Linked DNA regions of Mus musculus: all the other regions are linked to region 1. A link is a contact called in public HiCAR-type and HiChIP or PLAC-seq data. All regions are on one chromosome and are shown on one strand. Each heading gives the region's core, a stretch centred on a gene start, on an enhancer-like site or on the middle of the called end of the contact. The rest is flanking DNA. Distances are from core to core; before and after follow the strand shown.

Region 1 (2,860 bases), core at 179-2,678:
ACAATTCTCTCATGAAAGAGATCAAATCTTTCAAGCAGCCATGAAAAAGAAAAAGAAACACCGAGTACTTCCCAAATCACCGACCAAGCAATTTTGTCCCTTCTCAGAAGACAGCCAAGTGATAAAAGAAATGCCTGGTAAAACCACGGAGGCATTCTGTCAGCCCAGGCAAGGGCTGTTCAGCTGACGCACACTTCAGCATAGTCACACCTCCACATCATGCACTAGTGTAGGACTCCACGTACATAAATGTCCAAGTCTATAGGGAGAGGAAGTGGACTGCTGAGGTCATGTGGTGGAGAGGAAAGGGCGTGCCGGCTCTTCACCAGGAGGCATCATTTTGGATGTGATTGAATATTCTGAAATTGATCTACGGTGAGGATCATAAACTTTCTAGAAGTCACTGAATCCTGTCTTTTAAATGGATGGATTCTATGACATAAATTATAGCTGAATAAAGCTACATTTAAAACAGGTATTGTAACCAGGTGTGATTGGTCCATCCGTGGCACTGCGGAAGGCTGAGGCAGGATACAATGAATTCAAAGTCATCTTAGACTACCTTAAAACCATGGCTCAAAAAACCAAAATCAAAACAACAACAACAACAACAACAAAAACCTAAAGCAGGGGCTGTCCAGGTCTGAAATTCCTCTGCTACCTTGCAGGTCTGTCATGAACACGCCCTATGTGTTTTGTTCTTTCTCTATGCCCATCATGAAAAGTTGCTATAATTGAAATGCGGAGCACATACTACCACATCTAAAGTTCCATAGAATCACCAGATTTGAGACTAGAAACACAAACAAGGAATCTTTCCTAATCTGGAGAAAGAGGAAGAAAAAAAGAAATGTAACTATTGTCTGGAGGTTAGGAGCACTCTACAATGTACCTACTCTTTACAACAAATGACCCATCAGGGAAAACCGTTTTCCACCTGAAAATAAGTCCAGAGGCCGAGCCCCTAAGACAAGTTTTCCATAACATTTATCAAATGCTGCTTGGTTTTACTTTTAAAGTAGGCACTGTTCCCCACGGGGCGCGAAGCTGGGAAGTTTTGTTCTCAGAACCGGGTGGCTTGGCTGCTCTGCACCCTGCTGAGCCCCTCAATTCCCTCAAGGCGGCTCCTAAGACCGTCTCTGTCCAGTACCCTGCACGCCCTAAGTGTCCCTAGGCGTTTCCCCAAACGCGCTCCGACGCCTTTTCCCATCAAGTCCCCGGACACCACAGGCGACCTTCACGCCTCCCCAGAGAACCCCACACCGCAGGAAGAGGCGCCAGTCCGCTGGCCTCCCCCGGGGACCGTCGGGGGGGGGGGGCGAGGGAGGAGCTGGCCGGCCACCGCCCTACGGGGGCGGGAGGGGGAGGGCTGGGGACCGCTCCTAGCCCCTGCTGGCGCCCCCCGCACAGTGCTCATGCGCGCCGCCCGTCTTTATAGCGGCCACGGAGCCGCGCTTGCCGCACTCGGGTGTAGCCGGGCGGATCCCACGCAGGTGCGGGACCCGGGGAGGTGCATAGGGTCTGTGCCTCTGCCTGTGTGTCCTGGCGTACCCCACGCTGGTCCGAGGTGGCACAGCGCGTCTGGAGCTGCTCGAACTGCAGCGGTCGGGTTCTCCCGCCTTCGCCGGCTTCCGAGGAGCGCAGGGCCGTGCGGTCCCCGGCGAACCTCGTTCACGCCTCACTCTCCCGCAGGTCCACGGAGATCCTCGCCATGCCCTCGTCCAGGATCCCTGCTCTCTGCCTCGGTGGGTACACTCCCATCCCCTACCCCTCGCCCTCTCGCGCGGGCGGAGGCTGTAGCCACCTCGCTGTCCTCTCTCCGCAGGTGCGTGGCTGCTGCTGCTGCTGCTGCCCCGGTTCGCGCGCGCCGAGGGAGCGGGTGAGTTAGGTGCGGGAGGAGGGAGATGGGGAGGACAGGGTCAGTTCCCGCAGGCTAGGGACCTGCGTAGGGATGCGGGGCTGCAGAGGCGGAGACCCGCCCTCACCCATCTCCAGCGCAGCCCTCGGGCTTGCCTGTTTTTCCACGCCAGGGTCCCCGGGGTCCGTTTGTGCCTCCTTCCCGGGAGCACGCCACCTAGCCCCGGGACCATTCGTCCCGAGTTACTCCGTTGTTTTCCGGGCTGGGGACAACTGTTTGGTCCCAGCCCACAGAGGAGGGCTGCTCACATCCTGGTCCCACCTAATCCGATCACCTCGCTGTGCTGTGCGTTTGTGCTTGTAACCCCTTTGGAAAACAGCGTCGGCGGTTCCTATATCTATCTCCCTGGGAGCCTCAAAAGAGTTTGTTCCACGTGTAGAAGTCCGAGTGTGGTTCGGTGTCTTTTCTGCGATGTAAGAGAGTTTCGCTTCTAAAATCTTACGCTTGCTTTTCTTCAAAGTAGAAATGGTAAGTACCTTTTGCCCAACAAAGCAAGTGTTAGCAGCTCCGGACAATCTCGGTCCTGGATTCCAGAGTCGTTGTCGCCCCACTCCCACCTACCCCCACCCCCGTCGCTGAAAAGGGAAAAGATTTGGGTTATTTCATAGAGTTGCAAGGCTCCTATTTGAAGTTAGGATTTTAACCGAGCCTGAAGAATTGATATTGCACCTTGCGTCTTCCCTTTTCTTCCGTGGTCCAGGCAAGGATCCTTGGCAGAGGCAAATTACTCAACTTTTAAAACCATCCTTTCTTGCCTCGTGGGAGAGACTTTTTTTTTTTTTAAATTGGTCCGACTGACTGTAAGATTTAAGCATATTAGCAGTGCTTTCTTTTAAAAAAAAAAAGGGGGGGGGTGCTGCCTTCCATATTCCTTTGGACAGATCTGGAGGAGATACAATCAGATTCAAGTAGAGGACTAATTTCCTTGTGTCCTAGCCTTTG
Region 2 (2,700 bases), core at 172-2,671, 220 kb before region 1:
TGAGCTTTGGTCATACTCCCCTTCTTGCCTCATACTGAACCCCTTCCCTATTTCCAGGATTGTCTTAAACAAGTAGTCCATTTACGAGGCTGATGTTATTAAAGTGGGTAAGATCCAAAATCTTTACTCTTCTTGTCTGAGAGCTCCTTGAACTCAAGAAACAAACTGTTTTTAGCAAATTTTCTAAGATAAAACTATCCCTTGATGTTCAATTATTTAAACCAAAAAATCTGGAGTTAAACAGCTACAATAAATCTAACTCTGAAGTCATGATTTTTATTCTTATAATCAACATTAATATCATTCTTGGTCGTAGCTTTGCAGGACTGTTCTATATAGTTACTCTTCTAATGAATATATATATCTTTATGTTTACTCCCCACATTACACCATTGGACAGAAACATGCACACTGTATAAATGTCTTAGTATTTTATGATAATGTGCCTTATAGTCTTGGAAGGAGTTAGTATGGAACTTAAATGGTCAAATGACAAATTTGTACTTAAAAGTGGGGATTCTCAGGTGAGTAAGATTAAACTCACTGGAAGGTGGGAAAGCCATTCTGCTCAAGAGTCCATGGACACCAGAATTGAGATACTTCCCCTAGGGCACAAACTGGTAGTTATAGATAACCTGTTGTAACTTTATAAAAATAGGTATCTACATCTGTCAAATGTGTTTTTATTGTAAAAAAAATGCAATCTTGATTTTAAAAAATAAGATAAATTATTTGTATAATTTTGAAAGCCAAATTTTTGAAAGTATGATTTCATTTCAGAATCTGACTGCCTGAGAATTAATCCATAATGCAGTGTCATCGGTGGGTTCATTGATTGGTAATAAGTTGTCATTGTATATATTTTTGACATTAATAAAATCTATTATGAAAATGGTCGATGTGAGATTTATTTCATAATCACAGGGCTCTAAATGTACCAAACCTGGCTGTGATCATCCGGATTCTGCTCACAATCATTTGTTTTTTTAATTTGCACTACTGAGAGGAAATTCTGCCATTTGGCTTTTCTGTGATTTTATACCCTAGCAGGCCAAAGCCCTTTCCTGAAGAAATCAAACGGAATAAATTACCACGCTTGTAGTTTCCCCCCCCCCTCCCCCCCCAGAGGAAAGAGGGAAGGGACACTACTGTTATGGAAATCAAGAAAACGCAATTTCTGGCGTCTCATTTGGCCTTGTAAATTTTTATGAGGATTTAAACTTGATGAGAAGTGCACTATCAATTAGATTGTAAGCGCTCCACCACGCCCATGCCCTGAGAAGCGGTTTAAGAGTAGCGACCTCGGGAGGTTCGCCCCGATTAGTTAGAAACGCTGCTGGGAAATCTGCAAACACCAATGTCTGTGAGGAAAGGCGAGGGCTGGGACCGGGGAGGCGGGCCGGCTGCCGCCATAGCCCGCCTCCTGGTTCTGCTTCCGGCGCGGGAGGTAGGGCCACGTCATCTTCGGGCTCCCAGTGCCAGCCGGGCAGTGGATGGTGGGAAGCAAGATGGCGGCCACGGCCAGCATTCGGGAGAGGCAAACAGGTACTCGGTATTTCCTTCTCTGCAGTGTGTGCCTCAGCAGCGGCCTGTCATCATCTCTGGGTTGTTCGTACAGCTCGGAGTTGAGCTTTGAGAGCTGCTCCGTTTTGAGGTTGTGGGGAAGAGATGCCTGTAAGCTTCACAGCCTTTACCACAGGCTGCTTGCTACAGTGCTAGCTACTTATTTTTTAATTGCCGAGTTTTAGAAGGCCATCAGGGCAAGGACCAGCAGCTGGTGTTTTCTTTCCTGTCTTGTCACTTAACGAGGTCTATAGGTTTGTGTTCGTATTTCAAGTCTCCCAGGTCGGTTTGGTTTTCACTTTCAGTTTTAGGGTTTTTTTTAAAAAAACCTGTTTTTGACACTTGAGCCATGATTACAAAATCTAAGTATTCTTTTCCGAGCACCTTACTTTATGCCATCATCTTTGGACCCTTTGGGAGAAGCTGATGGAAAATGCCAGGTGATAAAGCTGGAAGAGACTTCGGAATGTCAAATCAAATTAACAGCGTCCTCTTTCAGTTGTTCCACAGATAATAATCTTAAAATATAGAACAGTTGTATCTTAAGTAGAGCATATTTGTACACCCATTTATAAAGTAAAAATTTAAAGATACATATTTCTTCCCTTGGTTTTAGTTTAGTTTTTTTTTTTTTTTTACATGTGAGATACACCTGATTTTCCTTATTTTCAGTAAACTCTAGAAACTTAATGTATGTATATTGGCCCCAGAATAATTACCTATACGTATATCATATATAATGTGATATGTATAAATCAGAACTGACTTACATATACTACTTATCTAGTAACTCCCAAAGAGAATAGAAATCGTCCATAAGCGATAAAGAACTTTAATTCTCTTGAACCTATGCTTATTTGTATGAAAAACAATTGGTTACAAGCAATACAACATAGCAATAGAATTTGAACTGTGCCTGATTCCTTCCCTTGTGTTAAAAAAAAAAAAAGATAGATTTGAATGTAGCATACTTAACAGAAAACATACTGAGTTCTACATTTCTCAGTAGGTAATTTAGTAAAACGGTAAAGCATAACTTAAAATATGGTAAGCAAATATTATTTGAGAATGCTTGATAATTAATTTTATTTGCAAGCAAACAGAAGCCCAAGTTCTCTTAGAAGTTTGGGTATAATA
Region 3 (2,734 bases), core at 65-2,564, 250 kb before region 1:
AGCGCTGGGATTAAAGGCATGTGCCACCACTGCCCTGCGACTACATCATTCTTAATTTTTGTTTTTATTTTATTTTATGTGTTCGGGTATTTTGCCTGCGTGTATGCACATCTTGTGTGCTCAGTACCTGAGGAGACCGGATTCCCTGAAACTCAAGTTCCAGGTTGTGAACCATCATGTGGGTGCTGTAATTGAATCCAGGACCAATGGAAACGCAGCCACTGCTCTTTGCTGCTGGTCCTTGTCTCCAGACCTTCAATTACTGTTGAACGAATGTAAACAACCTAGCCAACTAAGATACATTCACACATTCATTTACCCTGCCTGTTTCTGTATTTAGAATATATTCCATTCCTAACACAAATTTGGCAGTATCAAATAGTCTTAATCTGAATATTCAGCTGTTTATAACGTTAAAAAAAATTCCTCCCCCTTTTGCCCTCCCTATTTACCAATCACACTGCCAGATTTGATTAATTAGTACAGTTTGCTCTCCCATCCTGAAACTTTGTATTGCCACAGGCACACACATACATACTTCAAGAGAAGGGCATTACATAGTCCTTCTAAAGTTGGCTTCTTAGTATTTCAAAATCTTATCTTTGAACGCTTTCAGTATCAGCATACAAAATCCAATAGCTGAGGAGTCATACTTTATTGTTAAACATCATTTCCCACTGTTAAAAAACGTTACATCGGTTAAAAATTACAATCTACCTTCGTGTTAGGTATCTAGATTCTAGAAATCCAGCAAATCTTTCAAGTTGTGTTTTGAAAGGCGCTGAGGAAGCGCCGCTAGGATAAATCAAGTGCGAATCCGTTCTATCAGGTGTTAGTTGACCCGCTATTAATCCTAGCTCTAATGCTTACAGTTCTGATCTTTCAGATATCTGCCTAAAAGATCTAAATGCTTGTGGAAGTCTCTTAAACCCCCTCAAATGTAATCCTTTCAGAAACTCCAGACATCTCTGGGATTAAAATTTTCATTCTGGCCCTCGCTGAAGAAAACCGACCTCCCAGAGCCAAGCGAGGAACTTTTAGGACAATAGGGAAGTGTGATGCAAAAGAATTCCTTGCGGGAGAGGGCCGGGAGAATTCGCCTTCGCGCGCCTTCTCATTAGCATGGGCAAGCCTCCTCCCAGCGTGTGGCCTGTTGGGGGGTGACTGGTGCGCTCCGCACGCCTCCGCGGACGTGCAGGACCGGGAGTTGTTTTCCTGGCCGGGTCCGCGCAGCCACCCCTGCGCGCACGCCCGAACTTCATTCCCACCCCCACCCCGAAAGCCAAGGCGCAGACGCAGCCTCCCTGCGTCCACTTCCCCGGGGAGGGGCCGAGCAGCCGTGGGTTCCGGGTCGCAAACGGAAGTGGACGACGAATTTGAATTGTGCGAGCCGTTGGATGGGGCTGAGCGGGTTGGGCGTACGGCAGCGCTGCGGTCGACGTGAGCGGTAACGCGGCGAGCCTGGGACTTGTGCCCCGCGCCTGGTGAAGACGTGCCCGGGGACAGACGGAGGTGTCACGGGCGGCCGGGTAGGTGTGAGCGGTAGGGGGCTTCTCCACGCGCTGGACGTCCGCGCCCTGCCGCTGTCGAGCCCCGAGCTGCTCTTTATTAATTAAAGAGGGAAGGGGGGAGGGCTTCACGGAGGGGTGCCCGTTGTGGCTCCCAGTTGCTCTTGAGACCGGTCCCTCACCGCAGAGAAATGACAGCCTTGAAATGCCTCGAGGGGATTTAAGCTGAAATCCGAGTATCCTTTGTGTTTAAAACCGGGGTATTTTTCTTTCACACCTTGACACTTCTTGTGTACCGCAAAAATCCGAGCCCTATTGCTCATTTAAACTGGCTACAGTAGCAGCGGTGGCTCACAGATGTTAAGTTTGCTAACAATGGGGATAGGGTCTAGTGTCACCCCCAACCCCCACCCGTTCCGTCCCGTCCCCGCTTTTCACCCTCTTCATTCATTTGGTGATTGTTATTATCGAGTTATTTTAGAGGGACTCAGTGCCTCAGGAATTGAGTTTTCTTCGGGCGTTTTTGCTTGTTTGTTTTTTTGTTGTTTTTGTTGTTCATCTTTTATGATGAACTGGACTCTCACAAACCCCGACAAAAAGCCACACTTTTTTGAATAGCTGAGATGTACACGGTAAACATAAACTTTCTTTTGAAACAAGTTATATACTTTGCCTTATTAAAAACTGACAGGTTGCTTGTGTGTTTTGTAGAAAAAAGGTAACATCCTTTTAAGGTTTTACCAACTGGGTGACGGTGTCGTTAAAAATGCTTAAACATTTTAAAGTGGTACTTAGTAACATCCGAAGTAAGACCATTTCTTCATCCTCTTTCATGCCTGCTAATGAATGCTGTTTTCGATATTCAAGTAGGAAAAAAATTAAAAAGGAAGATCATTGAAAGTGTTTTCAATGAGTCTGCCACAAAGCTATTGGCTGGCCTTTCTCAAACAGTGCAGTCAGATCTGCTAGCTTCCTAAATGGTACCAGCAAGTAACCTGTTGTAGATTTTCTGTATCCTAATGTGCCTTTTGTTTGTTTGTTTGGTTGGTTGTGTTTTGTTGTTGTTTACCCACATCAGTAAATGTCACACTTCATTGTATGCATACTCCTTCCTATAAGGGCTCCCAAGCTGATGGCCTGTACTCAAACATCAGAGATTTTAACTTTCTAGAGGATGGACTTGGATAATGCCTTTTAACTGAAAAGTTAGACTAGTCTACCAGAGG
Region 4 (2,874 bases), core at 12-2,511, 140 kb after region 1:
GCAAACCGTCCCCCTGAGACTGAGCACCTCAGTCGCCCTATGTGGAATAAGCGCCTCACAGCATCCTCCCGAGTGCTGACTGTGACGCACCACCCCCAGCTCTTAGCTTTGCATGTGTTCTCTGACATCCAAGGTACCACTCCTTCTGCTACTATCTCTTCCAAAGCCCTCTCTCTGTCTCGTCCTACTCACGTTGTCCCTTGCGTCTTGGTTATGTTAGTCAAAAGTAGTAACAAGTTTCACGAAGCAGCAGGAGTTAGGGCTCGTCTCCCCCGGTGCTGAGCTGGGCGTGGTCCACTGGGTGAGCACTAGCCTAGCATTCCTAAGGCTCTGCGTCAACCCCAGGAAAGCAAGCTAGTAAGAAACACAGACAAACCCACAGCTTATATTCATACTTTAAATTTTTTTTTTTTTTTAGATTTGATGCATTTGGGTGTTTTGTTTGTATGTATTTCTGTGTGTCACATCTGTCCCTAACACCCAAAGGAGTTCAGAAGAGGGTTTCACATCTCCTGGCTCTAGAGTTACAGATGTTTGTGAACTGCTATGTGGTGTTCTTAACTGTTGAGCCATCTCTCCATCTCCCTAGAAGAAGTGATTTTGGTGTCTAGGCTGGGCTGTGCCTTGCAGTTGTTCTGAAATTCCATTTGACCTGTTTTGTTCCATTCTTTCACTTACTAAAGACGATTAACACACCATATTCTTATTTAACAATCCTGTAGGACTGAGTATGTGGGAAGGCAGAGGCAGAAGGGTCAGGAGGTCAAGGCCATCTCCAACTACCATAGCAAGCTCAAGGCAAGTGAGGCCACCTAAGATCCTAATCAGGAAAATAAAACATAGAAGAAGCCGATGTTTTAGGAGCAGGAGATCAGCTCTGTGTGTAGGTCACATCTAGTGTTCTGTTACAGTTTGCCTTCCTTAGAAATCCATGTTCTTGGGTTTCCATGTTGAGAAACCTGGGATTTAGTAAAGTTGTATGTGGTCTTCAGGGTCAGTCATGTTCAACCCAGGCTGAAGGAAGTTCTTTCCCTGGTTGCTTGAATTAATGGACCACAGTCCAGTTCATTCTTGCTTCCTCCTGTTCCAAATGCCAGAGCTGAACTATTTGCCTGTGTCTATTGCCTTGATATATAGGCTTGGCATATAGGATACATTTTTGGTCCCTGGCATATGGCCCAAACACTACTAATCTTGGCTCCACCAGTGTGTACAAGTTGCTCATAATCCAAATCAAGATATGAACAACAGCTGGATTCCTATTTTAAAGGAGGCATGTGACTGCAGGGAGCCGTCAGATGTCAGGCCTTTGCTTTGCATTGAGATCCGGTCTGGGTTTGCTCGTTAGGACTCCAGCCAGATAGCCAGGCAGTTGTGAGCTCACAAGACATGACCTCACTGGCTCACTCGTGTTTCCAGGAGGCTGGGAAAGACAGGCTCGCCACAGGACCTTGTCCTTGCAATGTGGGGGTGCCAGTGGCTGATATGCTTCAGCAATAAAGTCTGATTCGAGTTTCAGAACACTCCGCAGTTGTTCAAGGAGACATCCAAACAACGGCTGTTTGTTTTGCTGAAGATGTAGGAGTTTGATCAGTGAGACAATTTAAACAGATAAAATGGGATTTCCTGATACAGAGACCAGGAAAATAAGCCATTAAAGCCCACTGCTCTCCATGCCTACAGAGCCCAAGGGCCTGTTTCATTCAGCCACCCGAGCTGCTTACCTTCTTTTTATTTTTTGAGACAGGCTGCTGCTGTCTATCCCAGGCAGGCCTCTAGCTTGCTTTGAGGTGGAAAATGACCTTGAACTTGTGATCCTTCCTGTCCTCACCTCCCCAGAGTGGAGATTACAGGTGTGCATTCCTGCTCCTAGTTTAGAGGGCGCTGGGATCAAACCCAGGGTGTCACAAGCGCTAGCCAGGCAAGCACTGCCCACTGAGCTGCACCCAAGCCCAGCTTCAGCTCAATTTGCCTGACTGGGTTCCCATTTTGTAGCTTAGAAACTCTGGCCACTGGTTCTGATGAACAGAGCTGAACCTAACTTCATTCCAGTCCTACTTTGGCCTAGGACAAAGCAATCATCTATATAATTGGAAGATATTATTAATAGGTATATCAGAGCAAAGGTTTTTTTTTTTTTTTCTGGGTCACTTAGGGACAGTTCCCATCGGCTCCTGAAAAAGTTTATTCTGCTAGAGGGCTATTTGCACAGAACTTAATGAGATGTTAACAGAGTCTAATGGAAACTGAAGTCATTCACAGGCTGTCCCATTCTCTGTATTCAGACTTCACTGAACAAGTACAATAGAGACTTTGAATATCAGGAATTGAACAATGTCAGGCAATGATTTGTTTGGCAAATATTCACTAATTATAAACTCACTGGTGTTTCTAATCACCAATTTGTCCAATGAAGTTTTTCCTTTGAAGCAGTTGTTTCTTTTTTTTCAAACAGCTCTTTAAAAACAGAATCTCAGGTTTCAAATGTAAAATTAAGAAACATCCAACCATGGCAACCATCTTGCTCCATAATTAGATGCTCAGATGAAAGGATTCTCAGGGAGTCTAGTTTTCTAGTTCCTCACTGCCAGTGCCCTCTTCTTCCTCTAGCTTTCCCGGAAGAGCTTCACCAAGTTAAGGTTTCAGAATCTGAAAGAGATTCCACAGCCGGGCATGGTGGCGCACGCCTTAAATCCCAGCACTCGTGAGGCAGAGGCAGGCGGATTTCTGAGTTCGAGGCCAGCCTGGTCTATGGAGTGTGTTCCAGGACAGCCAGGGCTATACAGAGAAACCGTGTCTCAAAACAAACAAACAAAAAACCCAACCAACCAGGGCTGGAGAGATGGCTCAGTGGGTAAGAGCACTGACTGCTCT

What was found. HiCAR-type assays count read pairs that join an accessible place to other places. HiChIP or PLAC-seq counts read pairs in DNA pulled down with a chosen protein or histone mark.
Region 2: an H3K4me3 HiChIP or PLAC-seq map of stem cell-derived neural progenitor cells shows a contact between it and region 1, with 37 read pairs. The contact joins the promoter of Scfd1 here to the promoter of Coch in region 1. A contact is called at or near these places in 9 of 39 promoter capture datasets (the C10 cell line, the HPC-7 cell line, cranial neural crest and 5 more) and 3 of 115 datasets of contacts at active chromatin or transcription factors (embryonic basal ganglia, embryonic stem cells and stem cell-derived neural progenitor cells).
Region 3: a contact with region 1 is called in a HiCAR-type map of embryonic stem cells, with 2.9 times the contacts expected there. The contact joins the promoter of G2e3 here to the promoter of Coch in region 1. A contact is called at or near these places in 4 of 39 promoter capture datasets (the C10 cell line, the HPC-7 cell line, cranial neural crest and 1 more), 1 of 484 Hi-C or Micro-C datasets (nephron progenitors), 5 of 115 datasets of contacts at active chromatin or transcription factors (embryonic stem cells and large pre-B cells) and 1 of 9 other capture datasets (adipose tissue).
Region 4: a contact with region 1 is called in an H3K4me3 HiChIP or PLAC-seq map of embryonic stem cells, with 20 read pairs. The contact joins the enhancer-like site here to the promoter of Coch in region 1. A contact is called at or near these places in 6 of 39 promoter capture datasets (the C10 cell line, the HPC-7 cell line, embryonic stem cells and 3 more), 7 of 484 Hi-C or Micro-C datasets (the G1E-ER4 cell line, brown adipocytes, embryonic stem cells and 1 more), 5 of 115 datasets of contacts at active chromatin or transcription factors (all in embryonic stem cells) and 3 of 9 other capture datasets (embryonic stem cells, liver and pancreatic islet).

The regions. Positions count from the first base shown.
Region 1 is chr12:51,591,913-51,594,772 of GRCm38.p6, forward strand. It overlaps Coch (cochlin), which reads left to right and starts at 1,429. Exons shown (of 12, transcript NM_001198835.1): 1 at 1,429-1,493; 2 at 1,693-1,745; 3 at 1,826-1,879. The coding sequence starts at 1,712.
Region 2 is chr12:51,376,092-51,378,791 of GRCm38.p6, forward strand. It overlaps Scfd1 (Sec1 family domain containing 1), which reads left to right and starts at 1,422. Exons shown (of 25, transcript NM_029825.3): 1 at 1,422-1,545. The coding sequence starts at 1,494. It overlaps G2e3 (G2/M-phase specific E3 ubiquitin ligase), which reads left to right. Exons shown (of 15, transcript NM_001015099.2): 15 at 1-895.
Region 3 is chr12:51,346,916-51,349,649 of GRCm38.p6, forward strand. G2e3 (G2/M-phase specific E3 ubiquitin ligase) reads left to right here and starts at 1,315. Exons shown (of 15, transcript NM_001015099.2): 1 at 1,315-1,529.
Region 4 is chr12:51,734,725-51,737,598 of GRCm38.p6, forward strand. All of the region lies in intron 5 of Ap4s1 (adaptor-related protein complex AP-4, sigma 1), which reads left to right. Among named protein-coding and RNA genes, the nearest start is that of Strn3, 44 kb to the left of the region's middle. Within about 2 kb of position 1,262, at least 107 of the 459 cell types and tissues checked have an H3K27ac peak or open chromatin away from gene starts, as enhancers often do. A contact at or near this core is called in embryonic stem cells, where this site is marked.